Regions from separate parts of the Gossypium hirsutum genome. Here region 2 is linked to region 1. Evidence: chromatin contacts called from public Hi-C data. All regions are on one chromosome and are shown on one strand. The core of a region is the stretch at or near the end of the contact, and the rest is flanking DNA. Distances in the headings are between cores, read along the strand shown.

Region 1 (7,697 bases), core at 122-2,621:
ACTCAAACAAAGTTGATAGCATACAAACCTATAACGGGTGCAAGCATTTTGCATAAAATCCGTATGCAACACACTTTATACAGGTGTCCCAAGATATTCCTACTCCTAAAGCCCACTCAAGCCTAAAACCTCAGATTTCTCGATAGATTTAATGTCCCTATCATACCAAAAAGTTAAATATCATCCACAAAGTTGAATATCATTCCATCTCAAAGAAGAAAAATCGTTGTGATAGTATTTGAATACATCAACAAGCATTTCCAATCTCGAACATATCAGAGTTCTAAGAACAACCATCCACCAACTTGCCATTCATACTAAACAAAAGCAGCTGTTACTCTGTCATGACAGGCTTATTCTCATTTGCTTTGGGTCTCTGTTCCTTAGGCTTCTGCTCCTCCATTTTTCTGAAAGGTCAAGCAAAAGTTACATCCAATTCAAACATTAGAAATATTCTAAAGAAAAAAACTCTCTCAAATAAGATTTTCAACTTTTAGATCCAAGATGGCAGATTGGACGATGATGCCGAAAACCGTACATCGACTTACTCATCATTCACAGCGTAGGACAAAAACATAATTTCTAGGAAGCAAATTGTAGCGCACTAATAGATTCCGGTAATGATGAGAAGCTAACGGTCCCTAGTATGAACTTAGAAGCACTAGGAGCCATAATTTCCAGAAGCATTTAGAGCCATATTCCTCCTAAATTCCGATAAAATCAATAACAAATAAACCATCTAGCTAAGTACCGTGCAAATAGAATAGAACCACAAATTTCACACAACTTATCCGATTCTAAACATCAGATTCATATCGTCTACAACCGAAAGCTTTCGCAAAACTTTTGTTCTAACCTGTCACCGGATCGTTCGAAAAACATATTTCAAACAACTGAAATAAACAAATTTCCCTTTTGAGTCTTGACCAATACCCCCATTAAAATAGCTTTCAGAGGTTAATCTTTATACAACAACCTTCATAACAAGAATTGCGCCATCGTTTCGTACTTATTCAATCCCAATGAATATAATCATCTTAACACAAAAATGAAACTAAAAACCCGAATAAAGAAAAAAGATAAGGAGAGAAAGAGACGAACCTCTTGTCGGAGGAGCCTCCCTTCTGGCTGAGGAAAGAGCGGAAGAGAGGAGAATTGACGTCGTAAATCATTTTCGAATGAAGGAAACCCTAGGTAGCTTAGGAAGCTCACGCAGCTGCTTCTACAACCTTCGCTGTTAGAACGATGTGAAGGAGGACTTAGGGTCTATTTAGAACCGCCCTTTATATTGAGATCGGCATTTTATTTGGTAATATTTTTATAATTATTATTGGGCTTTCGGCTTCCCCATTCAATCAAACCCAAGTGTCAGCTCTTTCTTTTGATTGAGTGTAAAAGTGAATAAATAAGACAAGCTAGTGAAAAAAAGGAAAGAAAGTAAATTTAAATGCGTTTAATTGGAAAGAAAAGTAATAGAAAAGAAAATAGAAGAGATTGATCAATTTTTATTCTAATACATGAAAATTAATTTTTCTAAATTGATAAGAGAGAATTGTATGTTAATTCAAAATTTTATATTTTTTAAATATTTTATTTTTAATTTATTTTTCAGCTCTAACAAACAAGGATAAAAAGAAAATTATTTTTTCTTTCTATTTTTTCATCTTTCTTACCAAACACACCAATAAAAAAATTTATGTTTTACATTCTCTTAGTTTTCTACTGTAACGCCTAGAATTTTCTTTATTATAGAAAATTAAATTAACAAGTGATTTAATTTAGTTTAATGGTTATATGATTTGTATGTATGTGTGAGATCTTAAGCTTAAATCCTACCTCTTGGAATTTTGTTAATTTTTTGTTCTATTCCTATCCTAATTATTTGGTTTAAATTTTATTTTGGGCAAACTATAATAAAATGAGTTTATTGGTTTGGTGGTAAAGTGCTTGTTAGTTATTTTTTGGGTTTTGTGTTTGAATCTTATGGTGCGCAAATGGAAAAAAAATTTGCTTAAGCTTTTGTTAAGTGTTAGAATTTAATTTAAATTCCATAAAATCCAGTGAATTAGGACTTGATTAAAATTGAATTATTTTAATTTGATTTTTTTTTTTAGTTATCACCCCTAGTTTTACTCCCACATTCAACCGTCCAACTTCTCCTATACCTCTGTCACTTTTTTCCCCTTTTCTTGCTTCATCTTCCTTTTGTTCTTTCTTTTTCTTTTTCTTTCACTTTTCTTTGAGTTTTTTTCGTTCATTTTTCTGTTAAATTTTGATTCCAGTCATCCTATCCTTTTCGATGTTCGTGTGTATTACTCCCAATTCGATCATAGTTCAAAGCAGAGTGTAAGCTCTGTCAAGATATTTTTCTATTATTTTAACCTTAATTTTGTTCTTCAACAAGATTGAGTTATAGGTATTTAGTTTTTTTTCCATGTTATGTTAAGTGTTTTCGTGATTTTGTTTAGTTAAAAGGGGTGAGAATCAAATTCCTCCAGCAGAGTAATTCCCGTTTTGGACTTTGTTTTCAAAGTAGTGAGTATTCGAATCTCGTTTTAGGAACTGAAATTTTGATAAAAGAATGTTATTTTAGATAAGTTTTTTTCTCGATTAATTAGGGTGATTTAATGAACGATTGCAGGATTTGTGAGTTTCGATTGAGGGATTGATAAAACCTAATATCAGGTGTGTGAAACTAACCCGAAATACTGCTCAAAACTTGAGAAAATTGCGAAACATTGGTTGTTTTCAAAACTACGTAGCGCCACACGACAGTGTGCCAAGCCATGTGGTGAACCGTGTGTGATTACATGGCTTAGATTGGTAGACCGTGTAGGCTGTTTTGGCCAAATTTAAGGCCCAATTAGGGGTCGAATAAGGGACTCAAAAATTGGATTCGTGGGCATCATGTAGACCTAAAAAAGTGTAAGTTTTAGTATGTATATACATAAGGATAAGCTTTAGAAGAATGTTAAGTATGTTTTATTGTGTGAAAATTATATGCTATGTTATGTTCCCTAAAAGAAAATATATGTGTATGCATGTTATAAGACTTATGATATATGTATTTATGTATAATATTATGACTATAATTCTATCTATGTTTTGGGGTGGGATATGATATGATGGAGAAAGTGTTATATGGCAGGTTTTACTGCAACTATGGCGGCTAGACCACAAAATTTCTGTTTGGCAGCTCAGTTGCATATTTATGAGTGACATGCTACCACATATAGGTGTGATTAGATGGATGGACACTTATAGTCCTAATTAGTGTGATTGGTGGGATGGAGATGGTGTGTAGCGGTTGGGGTAGGACATGATATGAGATATGATATGACATGGCATGAGTTATGATATGATAAGATATGAAACATGCTACAACATGATATGAAAACAGATATGATATGATACGATACGATATGATATATGATATGCTCCGATATGAAATCTGATATGCTATGATATATTCTGTTATATATATACTACAATATGTGGGCCAAATCACATACTGGGCGTTAAGCTCACGCATTTGTTTTTTCTGTTTCAAGTAATCCTCAGACATAGGATTGGATGACAACTCTAGAGCTCAGATTTAACTCTTTTGATTTAAGTATACATTGGACTCTCTTTTGTTTATATGGGCTTTTTGGACTTTTGGACATTTTAAATTGTTTAGGGCGTTAAAAACTATTTTGGTATTTATTTTGAAAAAGTTTTAACTTTTAATGATGCTTAAATCAAGATAACTAAAAATGAACCACGGTTATACGATCGATTTGTTATAATGCTTCCCGCTACAACTTTTATTGAAATTTGCTAAGATGTTTTATCTCACAAACAAAGTAAGTAAATTAAATACGTTTTGGTAAAACTAAAAAATGTGATTTTCTTCAATGTTCTCATGGGTTTTCAAAGAATGGTACGTCTTCAACAAGTTAATCAAACTTGATTTCTTTGAAGTTAAAGAGTATTTGCCAAAATAAATTAATATTGTTTCCACGTACAATGTAACCTCCACAATCCGACCATAATGTCCAGGTCGGGTTTGGGGCGTTACATTTGGTGGTATTAAAGTCAGGATGTAAAACTCGGGCTGTGTATAAGAACTCTAAACTGACCTTTTAATTTAAAATAAAATTTACTAAAATGACCTTTTAATTTTTGGGAAAGTGAAACAGAGACTTTGGCACCGATCCAAGTAAGAACTCTAAACTTTAGTTAAGCTTTAGATATACTTTTGTATATGACGCTTTAGTATAAGAAATTGCCTCTAGAGACTGTAGTGCTATAAAACACGCTCTAAATACTAATAAATACTCCGCTAAAAGTTTAAGATTAAAGTTTAAAAATTTAAATTGATTTATAAAATTTTGAAAATTGTAGATAAAATAATGAGTACTTGTGGATCTCGAGGACATGGTACCCATGGGTGCTATGGTCTTCGTCGAAGGGCTCGAGTCAAGTATGGTCTTTGCAAGAAGGCTCGAGTCAAGTCATCTTGGATGAATAGTATCTCCAATTGGATACAAGTGAAACTGTAGAAACTCCAAATACTGAGACTAGGTCTGAGGCTTAGACTGCCACGAACAACACACTGTCTCAAGTAATTTTGAGGGTTTTAGAGAGGGTCGCTGGGACCTATATTGGATCTTGAAGTCGAGGGTCAGTAACTGAATTACTCGAGTCTAATGGAGCTGAACTATTTAGGGGCGTCACTGGGGTCGCCCCGACTGTGGCCGAATATTAGTTGGTGGCCACAGAAAGGATAATGAATGATTTAGATTGCACCCTCGAACAGAAACTAAAGGGTGCAATATCTTTGCTTCGTAACGAGGCATATCAGTAGTGGTTAACAGTTGAAAAGGGTATTCAGCCTGAACGGTTAACTTGCAACTATTTTTGGAGTACCTTCTAAAATAAGTATGTGGGGGCAAGCTATGTTGAGGCCCATAGACACGAATTTATGGGGCTAACTCAAGGGGATAGATTGGTGGCCAAGTATGAGGTCGATTTTTTGAGATGAGTAGGTATGCTCGTAGTTTGATAGCCATTAATTACAATAAGAGCATTCATTTTGAGAAGGGTTTGAGGTACGACATCAAGGTTTTGATAGCTCCTTAGAGAAAGCAAGTCTTTGAAGCCTTAATAGGTAAGGAAAAAATTATTGAAGAAGTTAGGCACACTGAACGTGAGAAGAGGCAGAGGGAGAAGAGTCAAAATAAAAACAAAAGGTATTTGAGTCCTTCTAGTTATTCTCAGCGGCCTATGAAATAGGCCAGGTATGAGAAACCTCGCAGGCAGAGCCAGCTACCAAAGTTGAGTATGCTGTTAGGGTTGAGCAGGTACAGATTTTTGGGTTTTATAATAGGCATCATCTAGGATAATGTTGAAGAAGAATTTGGGCATGCTACAGATGTAGGTATACTAAGCATAAGATTAGCGAGTGCCCCAGTATGGTTGACCTAGTGCAGGCTCCGATTCAAAGTCAGATTCAGCCTTAAAGGGTTTTTCAATAGCCTACTAGAGGTCGTGGTCAAATGAGAGGTGATAACAATGGTGATCGTGGTCAAAGGGCACCAGACAAAGGTGTAGTTCAGACTAAGGCTAGGCAGCCAACTTTAGTTTATGCATCAAGGCCCCAAGAGGACAGGGATGTGGCTGATGTGATTATCGGTACATTTGTTATACATTCTTTACCATATTTTACATTAATTGACTGTGGTTCCATGCATTCTTACAAATCTAGTAGTGTATCAGGTAACTTTAAGATTTTGGCTGAAGACACTATTTGTGAACTTTTCGTGATTAGTCTTTTAGGTCAGTCAGTTTAAGTTAGTAAAGTTTATATGAGGTTTCCGTTTGAGGTTTAGGGATTTGTATTTCTGAGAGATTTGATGGAATTTCATTGGGGAGTTCGACCTGATTTTGGGTATGGATTGGTTGGTGGAACATCAGCTTGGATTAGATTGTGAATCTAAGAGAGTGACTTTTGAGGTTGGAGATGATATGAAAGTTGTAATAGTTGACAAGTGTTGAGATTATCTATTTAATGTGATCTCCACTCTAGTAGCTGAAAAGTTAATTCATAAAGGTTGTGATGCATATTTGGCATATGTGCATGATACGAGTAATGCGGGTTTGGTTGCGAAAGGGATTTGTACTGTTAATGACTTTCTTGACATTTTTCCTGATGAGTTGTTACGATTAATTAACTCTAGATAGAGAGGTTGAGTTTAGAACTGAGTTACTACTAGGGATAGCTTCAGTGTCCATCACCCCTTATCGAATGGTACCGAGAGAATTAAAGTTGCAACTTCAGGAACTTCTGGATAGAGGGTTTATTCAGCCTAGTGTGTCCCCGTGGGGAGCACCGATTCTCTTTGTTAAGAAAAAAGACGGTACTATGAGGATATTTTTGGATTATCATCTGTTGAACAAATTAATAATAAAGAATAAATACCTACTCCCAATGATTGATGACCTGTTTGATCAATTTCATGGGGTAGCTGTGTTTTCAAAAATTGATCTTCATTTTAGGTATCATCAGTTGAAGGTTAAGGAGGCTAATGTGCATAAAACAGCTTTTGGGACTCGCTATGAGCATTATGAATTCCTTGTTATGTCATTCGATTTGACTAATGCTCTGACGGTGTTCATGGACCTCATGAACCGAGTTTTTCATCCATATCTAGACCAGTTCATTGTAGTGTTTATCAATGAAATTTTGGTATATTCTAAGATTGAGGATGAACATGATAAACATCTTCGAATAGTTCTTCAAATTCTTCGTGAAAAGGAATTGTATGCCAAGTTGAGTAAATGTGAGCTTTGGTTGGGTGAGGTTATGTTTCTGAGGCATGTGGTTTCTGCTGAGGGTATTTGAGTGGACCCTAAAAAGATAGAGGCTATTATGGATTGGAAGTAACCTAGAACTATGACTGAGCTTTGGAGCTTCCTAGGTTTAGTAGGATATTATAGGAGATTTGTTAAGGGGTTCTCTTTGATAACAGCTCCTTTGACTAAGTTGCTACATAAGAATGCTCCATTTGTTTAGGCTGTTGAGCAACAATTGAGCTTCGAGAAGCTCAAATCAATTTTGACTTAGGCACCCATTCTGATTAAGCCTGAATTTGGAAAAGATTTTATTGTCTATAGTGATGCGTAGCATACTGATTTGGGTTGTGTGCTGATGTAGGAAAGTAAGATGGTAGCGTATGCATCTAGACAACTCAAGCAGCATGAGGGTAATTATCCAACTCATGATCTCGAGATTGTCGTGGTTGTCTTTGCACTCAAGATTTGGAGGCATTATCTATATAGTGAAAAGTGCATCATCTACACTGATAATTAAAGTCTTAAGTACCTCCTCACTTAGAATGAGTTGGGGGCAATGTTTGCTCGCCTAAGTTTGTTCAATGATGATGGGATTCTAGTCGAGTTACAAGTTAAACCATCTTGGTTGGATGAAATTAAGAGTAAACAGTTTTTATATGAGTCTTTGATTAGTCGGGTTCAACATATAGATGAGGATAAGACTTTGGACTTCAGGTTTAATACTGATGGTGTTTTGTGTTTCCAAGGTTGTATTTGTATGCCTAAGGGTGTGGATCTAAGGTAGCCTATTCTACTAGAAGTGCATAGTAGCTCTTATGATATGGATTCCAGTGGCAATAAGATGTACAGTGACCTCGAGA
Region 2 (7,273 bases), core at 2,116-4,615, 190 kb before region 1:
TGATCCCATTTGGGTCTGGGCGACGATCTTGTCCAGGGATCACATTGGCATTGCAAATGACACACTTGACAATTGCCAGCATACTACAGGGGTTCGAGTTATCCACACCTTTTGGTGAGACAGTGGATATGAGTGAAGGGTTAGGCATTACCATGCCCAAGGCTACCCCACTTGAAGTTATCCTCAGTACACGCCTTCCTTCTGCAATGTATCTGCACAGGACCTAATCTTATAGATGACTGATAACTATGTAGGTTAGATAGCTCTCCTACTTATTTAGAGCCTCTTTTAGGCTCTAATAATGGAACTTCTTTACCATGTTTATAGCAGTTAGAATTGTATGAAAGATTTCCAGTTTTGAATGGGTATCTCTAGGCCTGTTCCCCTGCGTTGAATGATATTCTGAACCAACAGTTGGAAAGGAATAATGAAACAATATATACTGTACTTTAGACGACTAACAACTTGGAACATTATGATTACAGAATAATTTAACAGTTGAATATCAGCTTAATAATTTTAATTGCAACACCTGTATGAACAAACTAAAAGCAAGCATTCTAAAATTAATATAACTATGCTATGCTACGCTACACTGGAGTACAGTAGAGGCTAATTTCCTTCCACGCAGAATAACAATAGTCTGCTTAAGGTGAGGTTGAACTTCTTGTTAAACAAGCTCTTTTGTAGCTTGTGATCCTTTTTTTTTTATTTAGACACCGAAATTGCAGGCTTGGACGAACTCCAAATCAAAGTCAACATACTTACTCCAAAGAGGCTTGAACTGATTCATGGCAATATCTAGCCACGGCTTCATATTCCCATTGAAGTGCACCACCGCGGCATTGCGGATCTCATCCATGCTAATGCTTGGATTATAGCCGAGTCCAAGAACGTGCCATGACTTGTCTAACGGTTTCGTCGTGGAGTAAAATGTGATCAAACCAGGGGGCAATGTTCCCAATTTCCATAGAGTCCTATTCTCATTCTGCAAGCAAAACCAAGGGAATATGAAGCCAATTAGTCATAACCTCATCTACTATGGCCCAATAATAGTAGTGATAAAAAACAAAACAACAACATCAAACTATTAAAACCAGAAGCTGCTAGCATTTCCACATTAAATTTTGGCGTATTAATAGCTGCTATAGCAGTTTCAACAAAGTCAAAATAATATACTTTAGTTCAGCAACGGTTTACTCAAGCTAGACTATGGAACAAGCTGCATTATCTAATAGCATAAATCAAGCACCAAAAGTAGCATGAGAGACGCTACAAGGCATAATAAAGCAATCAGAAAAACAAAAGAGTGTCACTCGAAGCTTACCAGATTCTGCCAGTAATGATACTCCTCAGTACACTTTTCCCTCCTCCAAGCATCCAAATCAAAGAAATTCATGCCATAAGCCCAAGCACAGGCTTTGGGGTTAAACTTTTGCTTAATCAATGGATGCAAGAAATTCATATACTGTGCATACCGATGGAAAGACCCAAAACAAGTCTCTACTGCCCCATTCACTTTCCCATCCATATCAATCTTCCACAAGCCAGTCAAATCCTTCTGCACCACAATATCATCATCCAAAAACAATATCCTATGCAACTTGGGGTACATCTCCGGTAAATAAAACCTCAAATGATTCAAGATTGATAAATACTTGGGGTTCCTAAACTTCATGTTAGTCGTATCTTTCGTGGCATTCTCAAGCGTGTTCTCAAAATAAAACTTCTGGAGATTAGCCGATTCTAACTGTCTCAACACTGGAACATAGGATGAATTCAAAAACTTATAATCCTCTACCGCCTTCACTTCAATATGAGCTCCATTATAATCTTTCAATTTGAACATAACCTGCATTGCCCCAAGATTCATCTTGTCCGTCACCACATGGAAAACATGTTTCCATGGCTCTTTCGCGTTCTTCGTGGCTGAATTCACCACTACGGATGCAGCAAGAACGTTATCAGAAAAGATAGCGTAATGGTAAAGCTTCGGATCCTCGAATTCCGGAGGCATTGGTTTCCCTTCATCTGTATATTTGTCCGGATGCGAGATTCGTTCCTCCATCAACCTCATTGCCAAACAATGTAAGCTTTTTGGGATCGATTTAGCGGCGATAAGGCTGGAAAATGCGCCTTGCTTTTTGGCTTTGGTCAGTTGCTCGTTGACAGCAAAGATGGTGTCTTTTAGTTTCTGGATCTTCAATTGGTTATCGAAGGATTCCTTGGCTTCCGAGATCACTTGGCGCGTGGCTTTGATTCGCTCTTTGACTTCTTTCTCGAACTGTCGTAGCAAGGGCTCGTCAATGGAGAGCGAATCGGTTTCGAAGAGAGCCCGATAGGATGGTTTACTAATGAGATCCGAGTAGTTTCGAGATAGATCAGCGAAAACCCTAACAAGCTTCGAGTTTTCGAGCTTTAGCTTTCGAGCGTAGGAGGCGTAAGCGAGGACAAGAGAGCGGTGGTCGTCGGCTTGTTTCCGGATCTGATCCAGCCGGGGCTTGAGCGGATCGGATTTGAGTGCCAAAACGGACCTCCTTGTGGATCCAATTCCAGTGGAGAAACCCTATAAACACCAAAAGAAAAAGAAGAAAAAACAACGCCGTTCAATCAGTCACCCTGGAAATGTGCATTTCTCATCTTTTAATTGATCTTAGAATCAAAAAAGGGTGAAATTAAATGTCGAGTCAATAAAGTCAGTTAGTTAGGACTTACAAAGTTGGTTTGGAGATGAGGAGAATGAGAGTGAGAAGTAAAGAAAAAAGAAAGAAGAAAGAAGAAACAGAGTGCAACAGTAATGGCAGAAGCCAATAATCTAACAGTAAAGCCAAAACCTCCAAACATTGGGCTTCCGCCGCCGACGTCGATTCTTGATGTACGGTGGTGATTTGCCATCTTTCAAATCAATCACGGGGGCATCGAAATGAAAAACAGAAACAAAAGGATAATGATAAGGAGAGTTGAGAGGATAACGAATTTGGTGATGATGGTTTGGCACTGGCAGTCGCTCACTTTTTAATTGTTTGACAGTGTGAGAGTGTGTGTGTGTTTTTCTTTTTCTTTTTACCTAGATGGAGAGAGAGAGATCAATTAGGAAATGTATGGGGAGAGATCAACGGCTGTGATTTCGTTTAGTTAATTTGAGTGATAGCTGCCACTTGGAATCTGGCTAGCAAGAAACGCGGAATCCCGTCTGACTGTCACTTCCCAAGTTTTTCATTTACTTATCAATTTCAATTGCTTATTAGATTTTTCGTGTTTCTTAATAAAGGGTAAATCAGCTCAAATTGAAATGGAATCTGGGAAGGGTGATACAGCTTCAGTGGGAGAAAATGGTAGGAGATCCGCACAAAAAGGTTAGGCGGAGGCCGGAGGATCCATCGGATCTGGACAATCCTATTTAATGACAAAAGTATGAAAGTGGTGACGAATGATGTTCAAACAATGTCATGGAAAAATAAGCTTTTAGGTATCACAGTTGAAAGGATTAATTTGTAGAATGAAGAAGACTTTGAGTTACTCGAGTGTATGCAAAAAAAGAGATCGTTGATGGCATTCCTTCCATCACTTTCTCTGAACGAGTTCATCAATTTATTGCCAAGCGCATGGTCCAGACTATAGTCGTCAAATTGCTGGAAAGGAAAATTTCATACATTACCATGACCAATAGATTGCAAGCTATCTGGAAAACTAAACAGCCATTACAAGTTATTGACTTAGAGAACGATTATTTTTCGGTTAATTTTCAGGATGATGATGAATACTTTCATGCGGTGTCGGGCGGGCCTTGGACAATTTTTGGCCAATATCTCACCGTAAGGCCGTGGACACCTTCGTTCACAACAGATCGAGATTTTCCCACTAGTTTGCTGGTTTGGATCAAATTGCTTCGGCTGTCAGAGGGCATGTACATAAGAAGCCTTTTAAAATTCCTTGGAAGCACAATTGGCCCGGTTGCAAAGATAGACTGTAATAGCCCGATTTTGAACCTAGTCGGAACAGTGGTTTCGAAACTACAAATTCGAGGTCTAAGAAATTATTTTAATATTATTTTATGTGTCATAGCATGATTATATAAGTGCATAAAAATTTTGGTGAGTTAATTTTAGTGTTTGTGAGTTTAATTAAGAAAAAGGAAAAATCGCATAAAGGACAAAAGTTTTATTTTGCTAGCCAAATGTGTCAAATAGCTAGAGAACCATAATTGGGGGTCTTTAAAGTACAAATAGGCCTTTAAATTAGTGGTGGGAGACCATAGAGACAAAAAGAAGAAAGTTGTCAAAGTTAGGTGAGTTTTGGTGACTAAATTGACTAGAAATGAAATAAAATAAAGAGAGAATGATATCATCTTTTTCTCATCTTCTTCTCCACCGAAAATATCAGCAAATAAGGTGTTTTGAAAGCTCAAAAATATCAGCCACTTATATTCCTTGCAAGTAAGTGATTTAGATAGCCTTTCTTGATTTTTTTGCATTTTTAGGACCCTTATAGCATGAGCTTTCTAATAATGGGACTATTTTGCAAAATGGATGAAAGTTTAGGGTTTTGCCATGAAAGCATTTATGTTGTTAACTGAAATTTTATGGAAGAAAATGAATCTTGGTTGTTAAACAAACAACTTTTATGAAAGAGGTTTTCATGAAAACACCTAAATGGGCTATTTTGTAAAGTTTGTAAAATAGGTTGTATTTGTGTGAAATGTTTGAAATTTTTAGTTGCTATAGGTATAAAAAGAGTTCGGCTAGGCTTTATTAATGAGAAAACTCAATAAAAATTGATTTACGAGCCTAAAGGTAAAATCATAATTTTTGTAAAGTCTAAAGGCAAAACGGTCATTTTGCCAAATTGTTAATTGTAGAATATTCTTATTAATGTGATGATTAAATGATTGAAATGTTATTTTTATAGATCAAGAAATACGCAATCCGGACCTAGACCGGGAAAAAGCTAAGCAAGCGGATTAAATACAATTAGTCGCTTACATTTTGTGCATCGAGGTAAGTTGTACGTAAATAATGTAATTTATTTGTATTTATGTATTGTATAATTAATATGGCATAAATTGTGGATTATTCCTGTGAATGTGCATGGTGAGAACTGATGTAGCAGAGACTCCCAGTTGAACCTTAGGAATAATTTGGATATCCATGCCATGACATTGGGTGATGTGCATGCTAGCATAAGACCTGTTTGGGACATGGCATCGACCTCAAGATATACAAGCTAGTGTAAGACTTGTCTGGGACATGGCATCGGCTTGAGGTGTGTCAGTGTAAGAACTGTAACACCCCTTACCCGAGACCGCTTCCGGAGTCGAGCACGAGGCATTACTTAGCTTATCTTACCAATTCGGAGCATAAAAACTAGGTTTGAAAATTTATTTCATTATTCGCAGCAAATCTGTCCAATCGCGCAGCAGTTACTAAATTAATTATAACTTGAGCTACAGAACTCGAAATTTAATTCCGTAAATTTTCCCTGAAACTAGACTCATATATCTACTCACCATAAAATTTTTAGAATTTTTGGTTCAGCAAATTAGTACAGTTTATTAGTTAAAGTCTCCCCTGTTTCACCACCTGACTGCCCTGACCTCTAGTCACTAAAAATAAGTTTTCTAACTGTAGGATTTTCATATGAAGTTATTACTTGTTTCTACAGAAAATAGACTCATTAAGGAATCTAAGCATGTAAATTTCAACTCATAACCATTTTTGTACAATTTGTAATTATTTTCTAAACTCAGAACAGGGGACTCCAAAAACAGTTCTGACCCTATCTTACTAAAATTCACATATCTTAAAATATAAATTTCCTTTTTCTACACCGTTATTTTCCATGAAAATAGACTCAACAAGCTTTAATTCCATATATCATTCACCCTCTAATTCATTTTATACTATCTTGGGTGATTTTTCAAATTCACGTCACTGTACTGCCTGAATTCTGTTTCTTTGCAAAATTTTATCCTTTCATGATTTCCATGCATAATTTATCACCTAATCTTTCATAACAACAAACACCTTCATCCTTAACCATTTTAATAACCATACATCATCAAATACTTACACATCACTCATTAGCAAAATCATCATTACAAACATACAAAATAACTAAATCCCTATACATGCCATAACTCAAACGTGTTTCGATATAAAATACCGAGCAGTTGTAGTTGATAGTGTGGACGATCTCCGACTTCTTTAGGATCCTTGAAGTAGCTTTGCAATACTATAAGAGAAAGAGAAATAAAAGAAGTAAGCATAAAGCTTAGTAAGTTTACTAGCAAATAAATAACAATATTTAACTTAAATAATTAAACTCAATGTCTATATCTCTAGTTTACTCTTTAGTTAATCTCATACTAGTTCTCTTACTTGTTTACTTAGAATACTTGTGTGCATAACTTACTCAATCCTTGCTGCATCGTTGAACATCAATTGATAGTATAATAAGTTCTTAAATCTTACAACTTACCTGAGCTTGCCATTTATGCTTTAAACTGAACTTTCATGAACATGATTTGTTTACAAGCCCGTTGAGCTACATTGGAATAATAAGGATACTCGGGTCTCTTCTGATAATAACATGCCAAAGCCATGTCCCAGACATGGTCTTACATGGGATGTTCTCGTGATGGTGCCCATGCCATGTCCCAGACATGGTCTTACATGGGTCATCTCGTCTCGGTGCCCATGCCATGTCCCAGACATGGTCTTACAGGGGACCTCTCATGATCTTAAGGATGCCAATGCCATGTCCCAGACATGGTCTTACATGGGATCTCTTTACCCAAATGTCATGACATTCGTATCCAGTACCATCCTTATGTATCAACGGGACTTTTAAATTTTAATTCTCTATCATTTCATGCTTGGATCATCATCAAATAAATTCATAAAATAAATTCATAATTGCTGGAAATTAACAGCATTAATAATAAATATTGAAATATTGCATTTATTTACCGTAAACTTACCTCGGTACCAATTATAGCCAAATTCACCAACTTAGTCTTCAACTTTATTCTTCCCTTTGTCTAACCTCGAGTTTCGTACTTCTTGATCTAAAATAGTAAATTTAACTTATTTAATAATCACATTCATCAAAACAGCCCTCGACTCTAACTTTTCAAAATTACAATTTTGCCCCTAAACTTTTACATAATTACATTTTTTCCCCAAGGCTCGGAATTTAAACTTCATCTCTTATTCTTATGTTTTATAACATTCTGAACATTTTTCCCTTCTATGGCAACATCAAATTCCCACTC

What was found. A called contact is a pair of places that touch in the nucleus more often than the background predicts.
Region 2: a contact with region 1 is called in a Hi-C map of leaf, with 2.9 times the contacts expected there. The contact joins the promoter of LOC107952863 here to the promoter of LOC107952861 in region 1. A contact is called at or near these places in 3 of 34 Hi-C or Micro-C datasets (all in leaf).

What each region holds. Positions count from the first base shown.
Region 1 is chrA07:46,885,659-46,893,355 of Gossypium_hirsutum_v2.1, reverse strand. LOC107952861 (wound-induced basic protein) reads right to left here and starts at 1,371. Exons shown (of 2, transcript XM_016888061.2): 1 at 1,102-1,371; 2 at 181-407. The coding sequence starts at 1,172. The coding sequence ends at 335.
Region 2 is chrA07:47,077,909-47,085,181 of Gossypium_hirsutum_v2.1, reverse strand. It overlaps LOC107952863 (galacturonosyltransferase 8), which reads right to left and starts at 3,365. Exons shown (of 3, transcript XM_016888062.2): 1 at 2,716-3,365; 2 at 1,328-2,566; 3 at 449-988. The coding sequence starts at 2,895. The coding sequence ends at 713. It overlaps LOC107952864 (cytochrome P450 CYP82D47), which reads left to right. Exons shown (of 2, transcript XM_016888063.2): 2 at 1-362. The coding sequence ends at 227.